2 separate regions of the Sus scrofa genome follow, and region 1 is linked to region 2. Evidence: chromatin contacts called from public HiChIP or PLAC-seq data. All regions are on one chromosome and are shown on one strand. Each heading gives the region's core, a stretch centred on a gene start, on an enhancer-like site or on the middle of the called end of the contact. The rest is flanking DNA. Distances are from core to core; before and after follow the strand shown.

Region 1 (5,616 bases), core at 2,942-5,441, 180 kb after region 2:
ATAGATGCCTTAGGAAAGCATCCTACGAGCATAACTTCTAGGGTTTCTGGGGTGTTGAGTCCACCATGGAATGCCTGTTGGGGAATCGCCCAGTTTGCCTGTGTGACCCAGGTGTGGGGGAAGTGTGCTGACGTCTGTGTGGCATTTCAGGACAGTGGAAGGGGAAGGGGACCCCACTGGAGGAGGGTGGGGCCACTAAGGGCGTTGCAGGAAGTACGCCCATTGCAGGGGGGAAAGGGGGTGCTAGCCAGCCTGGCGCTGCCGTGTAGTTCCCGTGACCTTGGGAGCCTGTCAGCCTGGATTCGAATCCTGCATCTGTCATCCTGCCAACTGGGAGACCTTGGGCAAGTTACTAACCCTTTTCTCAGCCTCAGTTTCCTCAGCTGTGAAATGGGTATGTGGGTTTAGGCACCTGCCGCATAGGACTGTTGTGAGAACAAGGTGAAGTTTTTGAAGCACTTCGAACCACATGTGGCATTGGTAGGGGCCCGACAAACCTTGGCTGTGATGACGAAGAGGATGATGAAGCAGGAGGCGGTGGCAGCTGAGGGCATAGGTCACAGACTCGCACCACTTCGAACGCCTGGCCTTGCAGACTCTGCCACCTGCAGATCGTCCTGAGCAGGGATCAGCCTCGTGGTTGGGCAGGTCAGGCCGATGGCCAGGAAGGCGGGGGCTGGCGTGGACGAGCAGAGGCCAAAGGGAGCCTGGCCAGTAGGAGGCGGGCTTTACACAGTCACGTGTGCCTGGCTTGATTGATGTCTTCACTGGCGGACTTGTACCCTGTGAAGGTACATCAGCACAGGGCAGGCGTGGGTATCAGCACAGGGCAGGCATGGGTAGGGGAGGCACTGAGCGACACTTGCCCAGCACTGGGTGAGTGGCTGGATGCAGCAGCATGAAGTCATGATTCATCAAATTCAAGACAAGCAGCAGAGCGCGGGCACCAATCAGGCAGCACCCAGCGTGGTGCTGAGGGAAGGAGGAAGGGTCTCGCAGGCTCCATGCTATGCTGGGGTTTCCCTTCTGTCGCTGGGGCGTGGGGGTGTCTCAGGTGGTCCTGAGCCAGCAGATGGGGTTCTGGGGGCAGCATTTATTTGTCAGTCTTCCTAAGGAAGTGCTTGAGTATTTTAACAACAGGAGCAGCTAGTTGGGAACAGGCTGCACATGCGCATGGGCTGGGTGGGTGGGTGGATGCAGAGAGGAGGAGATAGAGTGGAGAGGTTTGGGAGGCAGAATGGCTAAGACTTGGGTGAGCCAGAGGGGTGAGGTTAAGGTTGGTCTCTAGTCTCTAGAGAAGGCTGTATCAGTTGGCTGCTGCCACGTAACAAACACCCTCCAACTTATAGGCTGTTCTGGTTCCTGTTGCTGTTTACCAAATTACCCCAAAATGTAGCAGCTAGAAGGAACCACTGAATTATGCTCCCTTGGTAGAAAATTTGACACACGAGTCTCTGCTCGCCATGTCTTGGGGCTTGGCTGGGAAGGGTCACAGGCTGGGGGCTGCACGGCACCTGGGCCGGGGTGACTTGAAGATATGACCATCAACCAGGGCACCTGCTCGTGGTCTCTCCACGCGGCTAGCTTAGGCTTCCCCATAGCATGGCAGCCTCCGAGTGGTCAGAACTCTGTTAAGGTGGCTTAGAGCTTCCAGAGTGAATGTCCCAGTGAACACGATGGAAACTGGATTACGTTTTAGGACCATCGCACAGTGGCGCTTCTGTTGCACTGTCCTGGTTAAAAGAAGTCACAAACTTTCCTCAACTCAAGGGAATTAGTAAGATCGTGGGGGATTGGGGACCTCATAGCAGCCATCTTTGGGAAAACACCATCTGCCACAGTGGATTGAAACAAAGCCATGATCCCGATGGTTGGAAATTGGCCTGGGCACAGGCCTGAATCCCCTGGGTCTTGGAGTGGGTGTCTGCTCAGCTGTAGGTCAGCGAAGTGGCTCTGCTTCTAGGGCTGGGCTGGCTGGGAGCTGGGATGTCGGAGGCGATGGGCGTGGGTCTCGTGTCTTCCTAAAGGCTACCCCGGATGTCTTCACGTGGCAGCTGGGCAAAGAGCAGGCTTGGAAACGTACACCATCCCTTCTGCCGCATTCTGTTGGCCACGGTGAGTCAGAAGGCCAGCCTGAGTTCAAGGGTTGAGTAATAGACCCCATCTCTTGATAGGAGGTGCTAAAAAGAGTGACACTAGGGAGGCGAAGAGTTTCTGGCTGCTTTTGCAATCAACCACAGTGGCGTTTGTTTTTTCACATCTCCTTACCATCAGCCCTCTCCCATCTTGCTGGGCCTCTCTTCTCAGTCAGTGGATTCACAGTGTACAGTCCTTGACCCATGGAAGGCTGTGAGGGTCCTTGTGATGGATTGCAAAGGTATCTAGAAATGCTAGCTCATGAAGTTCCCTTCGTGGCACAGTGGTTAACGAATCCGACTAGGAACCGTGAGGTTGCGGGTTCAATCCCTGCCCTTGCTCAGTGGGTTAAGGATCCAGCGTTGCTGTGAGCTGTGGTGTAGGTCGCAGACACGCCTCGGATCCTGTGTTGCTGTGGCTGTGGTGTAGGCTGGTGGCTACAGCTCCTATTCGACCCCTAGCCTGGGAACCTCCATGTGCCGTGAGAGCGGCCCAAGAAAATGGCAAAAAGGCAAAAAAAAAAAAAAGAAAGAAAGAAAGAAAGAAATGCTAGCTCACTTGTATCGGGTTGTGCTCAACTGCACAGAATGAAAAACCTAGTAGTGGCTTAAACTATAAGGATTAAGCATTTGAGAGTCAGGCGACCCATGAGTTGTTAAGAACCTAGTCATGCAGGGGGTTAAGTATCCAGCATTGTCACTGCAGCAGCCCAGGTTGTTGCCATGGTACAGGTTTGATCTCTGGCCTGGGCACTTCCACATGCCACAGACAGAGGGGGAAAAAAAGAGAGAGAACCTAGTCTTTTTCTCTCCTCTCATCAGTTATCCTCTGCAGATAGGCTTATCAGCCTCAGGTTTATTGCCTCATGGTTGCAAAATGGCTGCCACTGTTCCAGTATTCTCACCTGTATTCAAAGTTGGAAGTTGGAAGCAAAAGACTTTCTCCTGAGAGAAGCTCTGTCTTTATATTCTGGAAGAAAAACATTCCCAAATTCTCTTGGTCTTCCCCAAAAGACTCATTGAGCAGAACCTGACTCTGTACACCTTGGCTTTGACTGTTTGTGAAACTGTGGCTGCCCTAGCTGCAAGGAAGCCTGATGAATTCCCCTCAACGGGATAGCAGTGCCACTGGCTTAGTCCAATAATTTCAAAGCTAATTTTGGCCACAACCCACAGTAGGAAATATGTACACACACAGACACACATAATGGAAACCAGTGTCACTCACTGACCCTTAGGCTTACCCTGTGTGAGGCCGTTTGATATTTGCATTCCTATCCCATTCCGTTGGACCCTATACTGTTTAACTTAAAAAAAAAAAAATCCTGGGAGTTCCCGTCGTGGCGCAGTGGTTAACGAATCCGACTAGGAACCATGAGGTTGCAGGTTCTGTCCCTGCCCTTGCTCAGTGGGTTAATGATCCGGCATTGCCGTGAGCTGTGGTGTAGGTTGCAGACGCGGCTCGGATCCCGCGTTGCTGTGGCTCTGGCGTAGGGCGGTGTCTACAGCTCTGATTCAACCCCTAGCCTGGGAACCTCCATATGCCGCGGGAGCGGCCCAAGAAATAGCAACAACAACAACAACAGCAACAAAAGACAAAAAAAAAAAAAATATCCTGGTCTCAACCTGCTAATTTGATTTCACTACCTCCAAAGGCATGACCCACCGTTTGAAAAAGACTGACTCAGAAGTCTTTGTTTACATCTTGGGCTCGGCCGGCCTTCCCTGGGCGAGTGGGTGGCTCGGGGCTGCTGAGACCGAGGCCAGGAGGGCTGGGGAAATGGCCTTTGGCAGAGCAGCAGCGAGGCTTCGCCACATCCTCTTCTCGGCCTCTCATTTCCCATCAGCAAATGATACAGTTCCGTCGACTGTCATTTTTATGACTTGCAAAGGACCTGAGGGTGACCAGCATTCGGCTGGGGAAATTCAAATGAGCCTGTTTTGGAGCTTCGCGGGGACTCTTAATTCCGGCTCTCGCGCGGCAGCCTGGCGTCTGCACAGCTCCCATGACAGCGCAGAAGTCTGAGTGCATTGCAAGCGCCCGAGGAATTCACAGGATTTTCTGGAAGGACACTTTGTCATTGTTGCGTCACGGCTGTTCTCTTGAGCTGCTTGTGCTTTGCAGGCCCAGCTTGTCCTGCTTTTTATAGCCTGGTGGTGGAGAATTCCTCAGAATCACAGGGTCTGGGTTCAAATTCTGGCCCCACAGTGTGGCTTGGGGCAAGCGTCCTGACCCCTACAAGCCTCGGTTTCCCTCCCGTGCAGAGGGGGTCATCAGTGGGTGTGGAGTGGGCACAAGGCCTGATGTGAGGAAGCCTGGGGGCAGGGTGGGCTCTGCCCGCATCAGTCAGCCTCAGCCAAGTGATTTGCAGCAACAAGTGAGCCCCAGATCTCGGTGGCTGACAACAGCCAAGGCTCCTCTCGGCCACGGGTCAGCTGTGGCTCTGTCCATGTGTCCACTTTGTGCCGGGACTCGAGCAGAACCAAACGATGGCTCTTAGAGCTTCTGCTCTGAGTTCCCTGGTGGCTCAGAAGGTTAAGCACCTAGCGTTGTCACGGCTATGGCTCAGGTTGCTGCTCTGGTGCAGGTTTGATCCCTGGCCCGGAAACTTCTCTGAGTGTAGCCAATAAAAAAAATAAATAAAATAAAGTGTGGCTGCTCTGAAGGATGCATTACATCCACTCCTGTGTGGATAATTTGGGGTTGCAGCTTTGCACACTCATGGTCTGTGTCCCCTCCAACCGAGTCACTTTTTTGGAAGCTTGAGGATGTGTGTGTCGAGGAGAGGGGCGTTCGGTGTCATCCCTGGTGGAGAACCAGGGGTCGTGACCCGCCCCAAGGTCAAGGACTGAGTCTGCTCTGCTCCTTCCAGTACCCTCAGCCCTCCCTCTCCCCGACGCCGGACACAGAGCTGGCGAGTCCTAAAGGCCCTTTCTACCAGGCTGCTCTTTGAACAAACGAATGGGTTTGTTTAACCCCCTCTGCAAATTCATTCATTTGCCCCACAGATATTCACTGAGCCCCCTGCGTGCACCACAGGGAACCGCACAGACAAAAAGCCTGCCCCTTGGGCGTTTGACATTGTGGCAGGGGAGACAGACGGTAAACAATCAGACAGATAGTATTTGATATTAAAGTATTTTCAGAGTTCCCATCATTGCTCAGCGGAAACGAATCCAACTAGGAGCCATGAGGTTGTGGGTTTGATCCCTGGCCTCGCTCAGTGGGTTAAGGATCTGGCGTTGCCATGAGCTGTGCTGTAGGTCGCAGATGCGGCTCGGATCTGGTGTGGCTGTGGCTGTGGTGAGGCCGGTGGCTGCAACTCCGATTGGGCCCCTAGCCTGGGAGCCTCCATATGCCATGCGTGTGGCCCTAAAAGGACAAAAGCCAAAAAAATAAAGTATTTTCAAAGTGAAAACCGTTATGGAAAATTCCAAATATGCACAAAGTCCAGAAAATAGTAAAACACGGACACCGTCA
Region 2 (5,881 bases), core at 428-2,927:
GGCAGGTGCCCAGCTAAAAATACTTGTTTCCCAGATACCTTTTGCTAAGGGTGGCCACATATGGACAGGCATATCTGCAGCTAGAAATATCCACTTCCTCTGATTCACTGCAGCTGACAGCAGCCATATGCTCAGCTAAAGGTGCTTACTTTCCCAGAATTCCCTGAAGCTGGAGAGAACCATATACCCAGCAAACGTTAGTCACCTTCCCAGCGCACCCTTGGGCAAGCAACGATGCTGTCCTAGGTGAAACAATATTCACTTTCCCAGAATCCCTTGCAGCAGCAGCCAAGTGACCCATTCTGGCAAGGAGACATAAACAGAGTTTCCGGAAAGCTCTAGCTTTTCAGAGTTGCTTATGCGACCTATGGTGACTGAACGTGACCCACTTTTGACCTGCAGTGACTTGTGCAATAGGAAAGTGTAAGTGAAATGTTTTGCTTTTTGCTTACTTCGCCTGAAACTGATAAGCAGAAAGCAATGAAGAAGCAAGGAACACACCTGAGTGTACCAAGCATTACATCTGGAAGGATGCTAATAAGAAATGCTGTAATCCCTGGCCAGCTGCTCAGAGCACATCAGGGGATAAAAGCCAGACAAGCCAACAAATCATGAAGCCACTTCCCCTGGTCCCACCCAATGACTCCTTGGAATGTCAGGGAGCAGAGGACAGCTGGGGGCCGTGGAGACAGAGAGAGGCTGGTAGATTGGGGGATTCAGATCGTATATCCCTTTTCCCACTTTTCTTGCCTACTTAGCTCCTTGGCTTGTTAATGAAATAAATGCTTGAATGTGTAAATGCTTTACTACTAATATAGATCGTGAGGCTTCTTTGGTTCTGCCTGTTGCATCTCAAAGAACGTTTTTGCTGCAACCCCAAGTAAAAGGGCATTGGAAACTAGAACTGGAAATCAAACTCAGCAGGCACTCTGCCTCTTCCTGCTTCCTCTTTCTTCCTGCCTGGAATACGGACTTGACACCTGGAGGTACAGCAGCTGTCTTGCAGCCATGAGGGCAACAGCTGAGAATAGGAAAAAGAAACCGAGGAGGAGCCTGGGCCTTTAACAACATTACTGAGCTGCTAACTTTTATTCCTCATCATGGCTGCATCTGTGGTATATGCAAGTTCCTGGGCTAAGGGTCAAATCAGAGCTGACGCTGAGGCCCACACCACAGCGGCAACAACACCACAGCTTGCGGTGACACTGGATCCTTAACCCACTGAGCCAGGCCAGGGATTGAAGCCACATCCTCACAGAGACAACATGGGTTCTTTACCCACTGAGCCACAACAGGAACTTCGGGGAGAGGGGGAGGCGCGGTTTTCAAAGATGCTTGAAACCAAGTCCAGCCTGTAAAGAGCTTACCATCAAGAAAGGGAGGCAGAGGAAGTACAAACGCATCTCTAAGTGCAAGTGGGACGTGATTCATCCCTAAAGGAACGAGAACCACTCTTCTCTGCCAGCACCTCACAAAGCTTTGTGCTCACCGGAAGAATCAAAAGGCATTTGTGGAACACAGTGCAAAATGATCCAGCCCCAGCCCAGATACTGGGGATAGAGCCTTAATTCAATGAGTTCATCCCAGGAAATGGACTTCAGAGCTGCCTGATACTCGATCTGTCTTCACTGTCGTCATCATGAGGATTATTCTTACTGTTGCTATGACCGCTACTTCCTCTGATGTAATCATGTGCTTTCTGTGCACCCAGGGCCTTCAAGACCGCTGTCTCGCACCCACAGTTACAGCGTCGTGCAACCCTTTTACCTTCATTAAGCCACTAGAAGGACGGTTCTGACTCCCACTGTTCTTAGAATGAAGCTCAGCCTCCTGAGACCTTGTACCACCCATTTCCTGCCAGTTTTGAGAACCTACACTCACACCCATCCCACCCTCTCCCTCTTCTGTCCACAAGCTCTCTCTGCCTCCAGGAGTTCCCCTCGTTTAAAATGTTCCACAGCTGGAATTCCTGCTGTGGCTCAGTGGGTTAGGAATCCGACTAGCATCTATGAGGACACAGGTTCCATCCCTGGCCTCGCTCAGTGGGTTAAGGATCTGGTGTTGCCCTGAGCTGTGGTGTAGATCACAGACGCAGCTCAGATCCCATGTGGCTGTGGCTGTGGTGTAGGCCAGGCAGCTGTAGTTCCAATTGGATCCCTAGCCTGGGAACTTTCATATGATGCTTGAAAGTAAAATAAAATAAAATAAAATAAAATAAAATAAAATAACATCCAAGCCCCCTCTGGACCCTGCTTACCTCCAGCCTCATCCCTGCCTGAAACAGTCACCCTCCCCAGAGGTGCCATGAGCTCTCATACTTCCAGACTCCCTACTTGGTTTCCCCTCTGCCTGGCTCCCTCCTCTCAGCTACCTCCTATTCCCACTGGAAGACTCAGATTAGAAGCCTCCTCCTCCAGGAAGCGCTCCCTGATCTTCAAGCTGGGTCAGACACCCGATCTGGGTTCCTGTAGCTCCCTGGGGTCCCCCATCTCAGTCCTGCCCACTCTGAGTTGACATTCTCTTGTGACAGGCCTGTCTTCCCCACTGGGCTGTAAGCTCTGTGAGGACAGGGAGGGCCCAAGCTTCCATGGTCATGTCTTTGTCCCCATCCATGCTCCTGCACAGGGCCGGGCCCAGAGAATCCCTCAGAAATAGATGTCAAAAGACTGTGGCTTCGTGGAGTTCCCTGGTGGTGCAGTGAGTTAAGGACCTGGTGTTGTCACTGTTGTGGCTCAGGTTGCTGCTATGGTGCAGGTTTGATCCCCAGTCTGGGAATTTCTGCATGCCATGGGCATGGCCAAAAATAAATAAATAAAATAAAAAGAGTGTGACTTCAGAGGAAGATGCCACTTTGCTTCTATTAGGACTACAACCTGTGTCTCTAGGCCTGCCACCTGGTACTTTTTCCCACACACCAATTTCTTTCCAACAAGTCTTTGTGTGTTTCCCGTTCCCACTAGCTTGGCCCCTCTGAAGGTAACCTAATGTTGTACAAGGGGCAGAAGTCCTGAGTTCTGCCCTAGCACTTTCTGGATTCCCTGCGGGACTTCAGGCCAGTCCCTCTTAGGTCTCCCCCTCGCTTTCTCCAAGACAATCTGTGAATCCAGGTGTCATCATACATGCAGCCACATGGGGGCAGTGTGGGCCTGTCTGAGCCCTAAGTTGGGGGGGCATGAGACCGGCTCAGGTGGGAGAGCTGGGTACCCTGGTGACTGTCTCCATGGCAACAGAGGGGCCCAGGCTGTGTGGGGGAGGCCATGCCTTTTAACCTGTTTCCACCCTCCAGTCACCGGAGGCCAGGAGAAAGCCTGGGCTGAGCCCCTTCCTCCCCACAGCTCTGCCTCTCCACCAGCTTTCTATGTCTCTGTGCCTACCTGCCTCTCTCTCTGACCCTCCGCGTCTTCATTCTCCACATTGTTCCTGCTTCTTCCGCATCTCTGTCCCTCCGGGATCTGGGTGCCTCTGTGTGTCTGTCGCTCCTATTTGTATCTGTCCCCTATTTTTTCCTTTGTCTTTCTGCAACTGTTTCTTGGTCTTTCTCTTTGGGTCTCTCTGCTCTCCTTCCTTCTCTCCTTGTCCATCTTTCCCTGTCTCATTTCTCTCTGTCTCCCCACCCCCTTCTTCTCTCTCCCTGCCTCTCTTCTCCCTCCCCACTTACCTGCGCTCACCGTAATTGCCTCTAAAAACTGCTCTCTCCACGAGTGGGTCCCAATCACCAAAGCCAAGTTCGTTTTCTTGATGAGTTTATCCACCGTGTTCTGGGGATGAGAGGGGGAGAGACCATCGCCCAGATCACCCCGGGCAGCTCCTCCACGAGGGGTCCTGGGGATGGGGGCTCACACCTCATGCTCAAGGGTCCTCAACCTCTGTACCTGGGTCCTGCTGGCAAGAAGGGACACGGGAGGCCTTGCTCTCCATGGTGCTAGTGGAGAGGTCCGGACGATGGCGTCAGACCTTGGTGGCCCTCATAGTGGATCCCCCCACCGGACAAACGACTCAGGCCAGACTCCAGGAAAGTGAAACCCCAGAAAATCACCTTAAAATCATATGACTCCTCAATGATGACCTCCAGCCGGCAGTTTTCCCCAAGAACCGGCTTGCCCATCTCTGCTATCCTCCGAGCCTCTTCCTCCTCAGCCGTTGGTTTCCTGTCCCCGTCGCCTGCGACACGAGGGATGGGAGTTTAGACTCCAGGGAGGCTTACCTGGGCCTGAGATGCCTCTCTTACCTTTTCCCATTGATAAAGAAAACCCTGTCTGCTCTTCTCTAGGACGGCTCCTTGCGGACGCTTCCCCAGCCTGCCCCCCCCCAACCCCCGCCAACCCATCTGACCGCCGTCTTTCCCAATTTGAGACCCGGCTCCCATGGGCTGGTCCACGAAGTTCAGTTGATGGGCTCTGAGGATCATATGGTGGGAGCTGTGTGACCTTGGGCAAGGCCTCAGGCTCTCTGTGCCTCAGTGTTCATATCTATAAAATGGGCACAATAATAGTACCTACCTAGGGTGGTTGTGAGACTTAAAGGCGTTCCTTCCTGTGAAGCGCTTAAAACAGTGCCTGGTACCCAGTAAATCATCCACAGTGTTAATTTATGATTTTCGCCACCATCATTGTCACCATTCAAGCTCTGAAAATATCCTAGAGTGTATCTGAGGTGGTGACGAGGGCGGGGGAGTCCCAATATTGATACAAATCTCTGACCCAGAACCACCTACACCTGCCTCTGGGCTCATTTATCTCCCCAAAGCACGGTGACACTTTGATCCAAGCCCAGGTACCAACCCAATCCTAACTCTCATGAGAAAGCCACCTGCCAACCTGGAACATTCTCAGAAAACCAAGCCTGAGCAAAAGATGACTTTCATTGTGTTAAGCTCCTGGGATCCGGGGGCCCTATTAGTTCCAGCGGCTTGTACTACTTCCACCAGCTAACACAGTCCTCAGTCTCTCCCCATCCGAACCCCAGATCCCAGTTCTGACTTCGACTCCCAAACTGCTCTGTCGCTACCTACAAAACTCCGATCCTAGTCCCAACTCTCACCCCAGTCTCTGACTCTGGCCCCAACTCTCACCTCAGCTCCTTCCAAGTCACCTCACATTCCAACTTCGGCGCTGACCCAAATCGGACCCCAGTTCTAACTGGATCCCGCCGCAAAGCCAGAAACCCATCTCCATCTTAACTCCAGCTTGGACCCAGTCCTAATACTGAGCCCCAAACCCAACCCCGCCCTCGCCCTAATGGGTCCCGAGCCTAATTCCCTCTGATTCCACCCCCAACCCAGACTGGCGGGGTCTTAACTTCCCCTACCTCCCCCGTCTCAGCTACAAATGAAACATGGCCTTGGCCTCCACACCTCTGTCACCTCACATTCACACAGGTCCCCCCACGTTTATCTCACCCCCAACCTGCCTCAAACCAGACCAGGGTGGAAGGATTGAGGCTCTGACTCTCCCCCGAGATCCTCCCTCCTGGGCCCCCCTACCCCCAAAGCCCAGAGGTAACTCCACTCACCTTGACTGAGGAGCAGAGCTGGGGAGAGACAGAGACAGGGAGAATGTCAGCTCGCTTCCCCGGGAAGCTCGGATCCATGAGCTTGCAGATGCTCTCACAATCACGGTTTCAAGGGCACCCCCGCCCTGGACCCCTTACCTCGCCCACAGCCCCCCCAGCACCCCTCACCTGAAATCCCTCGCTTGAGCCACTGCGGCTGGCCCAGCTCAATGAAGAAATTATCCTTCTTCTCATATTCCTCGTCATCAACTATCTTCACCTGGAGAGTTTTCCTGAGCAGGGAGACAGAACACCCAGCATGGGGCCCCCCTCCCCTGAGTCGCCGGATCACTCCCCCATCAGCCACCCAGTTTCTGAAGCATCCGCTTCA

What was found. HiChIP or PLAC-seq counts read pairs in DNA pulled down with a chosen protein or histone mark.
Region 1: a contact with region 2 is called in an H3K27ac HiChIP or PLAC-seq map of alveolar macrophages. The contact joins two enhancer-like sites. A contact is called at or near these places in 2 of 47 Hi-C or Micro-C datasets (embryonic fibroblasts and epiblast stem cells) and 2 of 2 datasets of contacts at active chromatin or transcription factors (alveolar macrophages and skeletal muscle).

What each region holds. Positions count from the first base shown.
Region 1 is chr6:53,381,285-53,386,900 of Sscrofa11.1, forward strand. All of the region lies in intron 1 of BICRA (glioma tumor suppressor candidate region gene 1 protein), which reads left to right. Among named protein-coding and RNA genes, the nearest start is that of EHD2, 39 kb to the right of the region's middle. Within about 2 kb of position 4,192, at least 32 of the 83 cell types and tissues checked have an H3K27ac peak or open chromatin away from gene starts, as enhancers often do. A contact at or near this core is called in alveolar macrophages, where this site is marked.
Region 2 is chr6:53,205,309-53,211,189 of Sscrofa11.1, forward strand. SLC8A2 (sodium/calcium exchanger 2) reads right to left here. Exons shown (of 12, transcript XM_021094637.1): 7 at 5,680-5,783; 8 at 5,512-5,529; 9 at 4,037-4,161; 10 at 3,659-3,758. Among named protein-coding and RNA genes, the nearest start is that of MEIS3, 20 kb to the left of the region's middle. Within about 2 kb of position 1,678, at least 3 of the 83 cell types and tissues checked have an H3K27ac peak or open chromatin away from gene starts, as enhancers often do. A contact at or near this core is called in alveolar macrophages, where this site is marked.